2 separate regions of the Sus scrofa genome follow, and region 1 is linked to region 2. Evidence: chromatin contacts called from public Hi-C data. All regions are on one chromosome and are shown on one strand. Each heading gives the region's core, a stretch centred on a gene start, on an enhancer-like site or on the middle of the called end of the contact. The rest is flanking DNA. Distances are from core to core; before and after follow the strand shown. Region 1 holds the start of LOC110255686 (patched domain-containing protein 3-like). Region 2 holds the start of EPC1 (enhancer of polycomb homolog 1).

Region 1 (4,404 bases), core at 150-2,649, 40 kb after region 2:
AACGAATGCTGGTGAGGGTGTGGAGAAAAGGGAACCCTCCTGCACTGTTGGTGGAATTGTAAATTGGTAAAACCACTATGGAATATATATGGAGGTACCTCAGAAAACTAAATATAGAACTACCATATGACCCAGCAATCCCACTCTTGGGCATCTATCAAGACAAAACTTTCCTTAAAAAAGACACATGCACCCACATGTTCACGGCAGCACTATTCACAATAGCCAAGACATGGAAACAACCCAAATGTCCATTGACAGATGATTGGATTAGGAAGATGTGGTATATATGCACACAATAGACTACTACTCAGCCATAAAAAAGAACAGAATAATGCCATCTGCAGCAACACGGATGGAACTAGACTCTCATACCAAGTGAAGTCAGAAAGACAAATATGATATTACTTATATCTGGAATCTAACATACTGCACAAATGAACCTTTCCACAGAAAAGAAAATCATGGATATGGAGAACAGACTTGTGGTTGCCAAGGTAGAGGGGGAGGGAGTGGGATGGATGTATGGGGAATTTGGGGTTCATAGATGCAAACTATTGCCTTTGGAATGGATAAGCACTGAGATCCTCCCGTACAGCACTGGGAACTGTATCTAGCCACTTATTATGGAGCATGATAATGTGAGAAAAAAGAATGTATATATCTATGTGTGACTGGGTCACCTTGCTGTGCAGTAGAAAATTGACAGAACACTATAAATCAGCAATAATGGAAAGAATAAAAAGCATTTTTGTAAAAAAGGAGAGGAATGGGAGAGAAGGACATTTTAGCTTTCAGTTTGGGGTTTTTGTTTTTTTCACTTTTCATTCTATGCATTAACTTCTAACTTATTACAAGAAGAATGCTATGTCTGTAGCTACAAAGTAAGAACAATTAAGTTAGGTGTACCAGACTCACCAAAGCTTTACCCTAAGAACCTTGCTTCTGGATGATCCCCACCCCACCACTGCCCCGCAAGGTAAAAGCCGCCACTTAGAACACTTGTTCTCTGTCTCTCTCTGTCTCGTGTGTGTGTGTGTGTGTGTGTGTGTGTGTGTGTGTGTGTGTGTGTTTGTGTGTGTGCTGTGTATGTCTTTGTATGCGCGCCCGTGAACAAGCCAGACTCTCCCTGGAAGTTGAGTCTTGCAGACAGGCACGCATTTCACCCGCCTTTAAGAAGGTCCATCCTGAGAGGATGGGCGCCAGGGACAAATTTGGGGCTACCACGCGCTCCCCACCGAAGCACCAGCATCGGAGAGCGAGCAGCCGGAGCTTAAACGGATTCCCGCAGACTTTCTCCACAAAACCGTTGGGTGGGGTCCACGCGCCCCCCAACGAAGCCCCAGCATTGGGGAGCGAGCAGCCCGAGCTCAAACGGACTCCCGCAGACTTTCTCCAGGAACGGTTGGGTGGGGTGGAGAAGGGCGCTCCTGTCTGATCTGCCGTCCAGTTGGAGACGTTTGAGACCGTGGCCTTTCCTGCCGCCCAGAAATGAACCTTGGCTCCGCTAAGGTTGCGCCACAGGAGGAGGAAGAGGAGGAGGAGGAGGAGGAGCGCCTGCGGGGGGCGGGGAAACAGCCGGGCTCAGCATCCGAGGGGCGGGGGCCGGAGGCGGGGCCTGAGGCGGCCTCGGAGAGGGGCTCGCAGCTGCCTGGCGAGCCCGGGTCTCCGCCGCCGACGCAGCTCTGGGCGTCCGGTCAGGGGCCGGAACCCGACCTCAGCTGGGCGTCAGGGCAGCGCGCAGAGCCGGCACCCGAGAGGCAGCAGCCAGCGCGGTCTCCATCCGACAACCAGGTGTCCACGAAGCCCCGCTGCCACACCAACTGTCTGGAGGCGCCCCTGTCCCGAGCCTTCGGGCGGCTGGGATGGGCGGTGGGCTCGCACCCCTGGGTCTTCCTGCTGCTGCCCATGGTTTTGACGGCTCTCCTCGGCTGTGGCTTGATTTACCTGCCCAAGGATGCAGAAGAAGATATCGAGGAGCAGTACACTCCCATAGGGAGCCCGGCCAAGGCTGAGCGACGCTTTGTGCAGGGCCATTTCACCGCCAACGACTCTTACTACTTCTCCTTCTCCAGGAAGAGCACCGAGGTCAATTATGCTTTTGTTCTGGTGGTCTCCAACTCCGCCTCGCTGCTGCAACGAGAAAGCTTTCTCGAAATTGAGAAAGTGGACGAGGCAGTGCGGGCTTTGTCCGTGATGGGGGAAAACGGAACCCAGATCCAGTACAATGAGGTGTGCTCCAGGCACCAGGGCTACTGCGCCCCCTCCAACCCACTCTTGTTAGCCTGGAGAACAAACAGGGACTTCAACCTGCGCAACATCACTTACCCCATCTTCAGCCTAGCAGGTCGTATCACCTACCTGGCCGGCGTCCTGGGAGGAACCGTCTTAGGCGAGAGTTTGGGCCCGAGCCATTTACTCCTAGAGGCCAAAGCCATGCGACTGGGGTACTTCTTGAAGACGGGAGAAGAGGACAACCAGCGGAGCAAAACCTGGCTGATGCATTTCCTGAACCAAGTGAAGGACCTGGAGAAGAGTCTGGCTTTGGAGACTATCCAGGTACCCGGCTGCTGGGTTTTCAAGGGAGGCCAAGAGCAGGCGGGAGGGATGGTGAGACTTGTTCCGAGGACCATAGCAATAGCATCCTTGATTATCGGATGGAGTCTTGACGTGAAACTCAAGTCCTCTACTGCATTTGGTCCTTAATCCAACTTTCCTAAAGTAACACACTGAAGGCTGCCCCAAATCTTAAATCCTTGGTACCGTTCTGGTGAAAAACCACAAGCCCTACATCCTCAAGGTAGGTCTCCTCAGTACAGACATGGATCTTCAGGTTTAGTTTGGTTTCTGGGTCAAATTACTTTGAAATTCTTACTTTGAGTTAGTCTTTACTGTTTCTGGGAGCCCCCTAAAATTTGCTTGGAGTTCATTGGAATAAAAAAAATAACAAATCTTTAAGCAAAATCCCTTGGTGTTCTTGAGAAGGGTAACTAGCTGAGCAATTTTGAAGTATATTAGAGCACAGACCCAGGCACAAGTCAGCTCTTTCTTATTTGTTGGGATGGCAGACCCACTGATACCCTGAATAAGACTGGTAAAAGTGAGACACCTACTGGAAAAAGCCTTGTAGCCAGGCCTTTTGTGCAATTAAAATAGTACAAGAAAACAACCTAATAAAAATCTGGAAAAGCCAGAATGTCTATAGTTTATTCATGGTTTTAGTTTTACACCAGATTCTGATTTCATAATATTCAGGAGTTTTAAACTTTAGATTTTTGAAAGAAACTTTGGAAAGCATGCCAGAGATTTTGTGGGAAGGAACATATCTTTATTACTTTATTCTAAAATCATTATCCTGGTCATTCTGGCGCGGAGTAGAGAGGCCAGGGTGGGGGTGGGGGCGCAACCAGCGGGTGGGGCTCGGAGCTGGGGTGCAGCTCGGTTCCCCCCCTTCCTCCTCAGGTGTGAGCCCCACCCCTCTGCCGGCCAGGCCCTCCCCAACTGAACTATCCCCTGCGGTGCGAGCCCGGGGCGCCCCCCCAGCAAAACGCACACCAGGGGCAGCCAGTGCTCCAAGGCTTCCTGGGGGCGACAGGACCACGGAGGAGGCAGCAGGAGCTTCCCCCGCTAAGGTTAACAGCCAGGAGAACAGCCACGTGAAAAGCCGTGGAAACAAACCCCAAAGATGAAGGGGAGTTACATAACCCCCACCCCGTGAGCGAAACAGAGCAGGCAGCCGGGGCCACTGGTGATGCCCTCCAGCCAGTACTCCCTAGCCAGGGTGCTGAGGCCAAAGGAGAGCCCCCCCACCCAAGGAGACCCCCAAGAAGAAGAAATTCTCTTTCAAGAAGTCTTTCAGGAGCTGCCCTTGTGGCGCAGCGGAAACGAATCCGACTAGGAACCACGAGATTGAGGGTTCGATCCCTGGCCTCGCTCAGTGGGTTAAGGATCCAGTGTTGCCATGAGCTCTGGTGTAGGTCGCAGACGCAGCTCAGATCTGACATTTCTGTGGCTGTGGTGTAGGCCGGCGGCTACAGCTCCAATTAGACTCCTAGGCTGGGAACCTCCATAGGTGCTGGCCCTAAAAAGTGTCCTGTCCTTGAAGGAGGTTGAAGCAGTTCGTCTGCCTCCTCTGGGGGAGATGGGTGCCTGCAGCAAGGAAGGCACTGCCCCAGAAGGGAAGGCTATTGCCACCCCTGAGAGCCAGGAGCCTTGGGCAAAAGGCGCAGAGGCTAGTGCTGCCTCCAAGGGCTGAGACACAGAAGAGGCAGGGCCCCAGGCCACACAGCCATCCACTCCTTTGGGGCCGGAGCAGAATGAGTAGCTGGGTGGGGGCAGGTGGGTGGTCTCTAAGCTGTAAAAACTGTGCTGTCCTTGTGAGGTCACTGCTTGGACCTGGTGTCC
Region 2 (4,331 bases), core at 1,094-3,593:
ACCTGCAGTATTTTAGTGTAGAAATAATCTATAATGCCAAAACTAGGCTTGATGGGGGCATTGAAATTTTATGAGGAGATAAAATGTTACAGTGAACAGTCTCAAATTTTTATAGCCAAGTATAAACAAAATATAGGCATAATACACAATTGTTGTTGAAGTTCAAGGGTCCTACACAGATAAAGAAATTATAGGGACACCAAAATCAGAAATACTATTCCTAGGTATTTTCACACATTCTTTTATGTCAACATTTTAAATGATTAGTGAAATGAGCATTTACATATTTCAAAGTGAGTAAAAACACTTACTATATTAACTCCAGAAATTTTTTACTCTCTCAAGAAATAATGTATTCAATCATATGAAAAGGTTGTCTGGGATACTATTTCAGTTGTTTTTGTTTTATTTGGCAAAATATTTAGGTACAATCACTGATCTCTACTACTTTCTTTTTCAATTAAGGACATATTTATTATCTCCATAAATAACTAAGGACCAGTAAAAACTATGTCATATCATAATGTACATTTTTGTTCTTGGGAGGCTTTGGGCCTAAATCCCATATTCTCTAATCAGATAACTCCCAATAAGAACAAAGATGGAAAAGATTTACCCTGCATTTAAATACATGAATACCAATATCTTTAAATTTAAAAGCAGTGGTACACAGATTCTTAAAAAAATTATCTCATTCAAAAATACTTGCTCTTTTCAAACAAGGAAACACATAAATTCAACCAAAATATCACTTTGAAATAAAACAAACAACAATGTAGGCATTATTACCTAGAAAATTCCCAGGAGAAACTTAGAATACTTATTTAAGAAATCCCTAGGTTCAAAATGAAATTCAACTTTTACAATGTTCAGTGAACTAAAACTCCAACATTTTGTTAGAAAGAAGACATAAGCACGGATGGTATTGTGAGAGAAGGAAAATGCAAGACGTTTCTGAGGAAAGAGAGAGTAAACTGACAGCTTATTATGGAAGAAATTTTGATCTAGAGATAATCAGATCAGATAAAACACAACTGCAAACTGCATGCCCGTCCCTGCTGCTCCTGGACGGGTTGTGACGACATGTCTGTTCTCACTCACAGTTCACAGTTCGCAGAAAACATTAAAATAACACAAACTGAATAATTTCCTCGCACCAAATCGAACTTTCTTTAAGGAAATAAAGGGAGAAGATAATAGATCAAATCTTGCCCCACCTCTTTTTTTTTTCCTCCTTTTTTCTTTTAGTGAAACTGACATAAATTGTTGAGGAGAGCTACAGCGCCACCAACACAGATCAATGCAAAACAAAAAAGATCTCCCACCGTGGGCAAAAAGAAAAAAAAAAAATTTTAGAAAAATGCCAAAAATTACAAAATGTCTCCCCAATGTACCTTTTTTGGAGAAAAACAGGATCTGCAAAGATTACCTAATGAGGGGCTACAGAGAATGACTATCATGGAACCCAAGTTTAGATCTGATCAGCAAATAAAAGATCCACTATTTAGTAACAGCCATAACTTAATATAAACCCGGTTATGTCAATCTCCACCTTCATTATACCAAGGGCAGCTTTTCTGTAGTTTGTATCCAAGTAATCCATCAAGAAAACCACAATAGGCCTATTTAAAACAACACAAAACCAAACTACATCCCTAGTTTGCCTGCTGATCATTTAGTCCTGGACAAATTAGGTAATACATAATTTTTATAAAGAGGATATGCACATATTTGGCATCACCAACATTGCTGGCACAAAACAAGTCCATCTTGAAATAGCTGAGTTCCCCTTAGCTCGCAATAATTAAAGTATAATTTATATTAGAAATATTTAGCTTGAATCACAGGCTGAAAAAACAAAAAACAAAAAACCAATTTCTTTCTTTCAGTAAAATTTAACCAGACAAGATTAGGTGGAAATGTGCAGAGATCAAAGCTAAAGAAAAAATACAAAGATTGCTTTTGTGAGAAGAAACACAATGAAAATCCTTTCTTAAAAATCTGAGTGGCTCCTTCCAAGACGTAAGGACAAAAATGTTTAAAATTACAAACTTACCATTCGTGGAGGCAAAGAAGAAGCCAGTCCTGGAAAAAGCATTGTAACAATATAGGCTGGATACTTGTGTCTCTAGAAACAACAGCCTCCAGGCAGCATATGGAGCTTCCAACATCTTTTAAAATATTTGGGAAAGAAAAAGTCAGACTTTCTTCCATGGTCGATGGCTGAATGGGGTGGCTTCCCCAAGATCTGTGGGCGTTTGGGAAAAATCGGAGAAATATCCACGGAAGATTCAAAGCAGAGGAGGCAGCGGCAGCCAGAAGACTCTGGGGTTAACAACTTTGCGATGGCGAGCAGGCGGGCTCTGATTGGCTGGGAGGCCAGCGTCCCCACAGTCTGCACTATCCCCCCGCTGCCCCCGCCTCCTGCAGCTCGGAAAAAAATGCAGTGTGAGTGCCATTTTACACTGGGCTTTTAAAAACACAGCCACCCAAATGACAAAGTCTGAGCTCGCTCTGAAGTGACACTGCAAAACAATAGCGCCCACGACTGCCTGCGAGCTCGCAAAAAGGCCCCTTTGATGGCCTAGGGAACACGCTTCTTTCTTGCTTATGGGTTTTTAGGGACTAACTAGCACGCTCTTCTTAAGCAGATTGTCATTCACAAACGTCGATGTCTAATTTGGATACAAATGTGGCCGTTGAAAAATGAATTCTATCGAAACATATTTGATTGGATAGCCTGAAGGTACCCGGAAAAGCCATGCACAAAATTCACACCGTTTTCAGCTCAGGGAGCTTAAAAAAAAAAAAAACTCCTTTAAAAAAAAAAAAAAAAAGAATTGGTTAGCCGTAACAACTGCCGTTGGTGCAGGAAATACAAATAAAATAATGATTTTAACCGTTACACTCAAAAAACAATAGGCATCCTTTTTTCCCCCCACCCCCCTTCTTAAAAATTGTTTCAGAAACCTTTACTGGCTGACAGATTTCTACCACTCAGCCTTACAAACAAAATGGCTGTGGTACTGAATTTTTTTGGATCCTCCCACTGTGGCTCCTCCCGGCCTCCAGGAAGTGGTAAAAATCCAAAATAAATACAGTACTAAAAGTACATTGTCCAGGCTGAAGTCGGTGAAGCTTTTGGTAAGGGGGGGAGGGATTTCTTAGAAATGTGCTGCTTTTTTATTAGTCTTTTTAAAAAATTGTTTTGGAAAGAATATCAATCACTAGAGATTTACTTGACTGTAATTTGAACTTCCTGCTTTACATATTTATAAGGTCTTTCACCTATCTTGGCAGGCTTTCAAATTAAGTGGGCTGGGAAATTTGATGCTGTGTGTCTAGTTGGGAGCTGAGTCAGGTATTTGGTGGTTGCAGCTGGGCTTTCAAATAAAAATGAAGTCGAAAACTTAAAAAAAAAAAAAAAAAGAATCAATGTGAAATGAATGCAGCAGTGTAGTTGATTGTAAATGTAAAGCCACCCAATCAGCAAATATCAAAATGTGTCAAATTCCGCATGGGTGTGTTAATAGAACACATTCGGTATAAACTTGTTGGCCAGCCACACTTCTAGGGAGCCAGGGGTAAAAAGGGGTTCAAAGGAACTGGCCAAAGAAAGGAGTGGGCAAGTATTTGCCTTCTATGGACCCCTCCCCCACCCCTACACACACACACACACACACACACACACACACACACACACACACACACACACCCCTTCTGGTATTTCTATCTCTGCCTAGCATTTAATAGGTAACATTCTTAGAAGAACTATGGTTGGGGGACTAATTTATTGTCTAAATCTGGACATTTTTGAGAGTGAACTATTTTTTTTTTATTTTGTAATCTCATCAGTAGTTACCGGATGAGAGTAAATTTCAATAACATTTATGTGATTATAATCAGGAAAACATCCTTAAGAAGTCCTCTAATGAAGAGAATAGACTAAAATTCCCAAGAAAAGAAAATTTTAAGCAGTTTTCCTTCCAACAGAAAAAAGTTGCTAGGGGCCAATTTCACTATGTACTATTTTGTCTTTCCATCACCTGAGCTCTGTCCTTTTCTCTCCCATCCCTTCAACCCACCCTTAAATATACACATGGATTCGTATGTGTATACACACACACACACACACACACACACAATTATACATAGGTAATTATATATGTACATTCATATGTGTATATGGATGTACATGAATATATATACTTTTATAACCTATAGATTAGGCTATTCTGTGCATTTTCCACAATAGGCATATTTCTAGTTACATACTTCCCTACAGCAGAATTTTCTTCAGATATTTTGAGACAGTAGTCATGAAATACATG

The links. A called contact is a pair of places that touch in the nucleus more often than the background predicts.
Region 1: a contact with region 2 is called in a Hi-C map of liver, with 10 times the contacts expected there. The contact joins the promoter of LOC110255686 here to the promoter of EPC1 in region 2. A contact is called at or near these places in 1 of 5 promoter capture datasets (liver), 6 of 47 Hi-C or Micro-C datasets (embryonic fibroblasts, epiblast stem cells, heart right ventricle and 2 more) and 1 of 2 datasets of contacts at active chromatin or transcription factors (skeletal muscle).

The regions. Positions count from the first base shown.
Region 1 is chr10:42,985,748-42,990,151 of Sscrofa11.1, forward strand. It overlaps LOC110255686 (patched domain-containing protein 3-like), which reads left to right and starts at 1,400. Exons shown (of 4, transcript XM_021064808.1): 1 at 1,400-2,559. The coding sequence starts at 1,492.
Region 2 is chr10:42,944,516-42,948,846 of Sscrofa11.1, forward strand. EPC1 (enhancer of polycomb homolog 1) reads right to left here and starts at 2,344. Exons shown (of 14, transcript XM_021064807.1): 1 at 2,057-2,344. The coding sequence starts at 2,098. It overlaps LOC106505154 (a long non-coding RNA gene), which reads left to right and starts at 2,475. Exons shown (of 3, transcript XR_001299281.2): 1 at 2,475-3,144.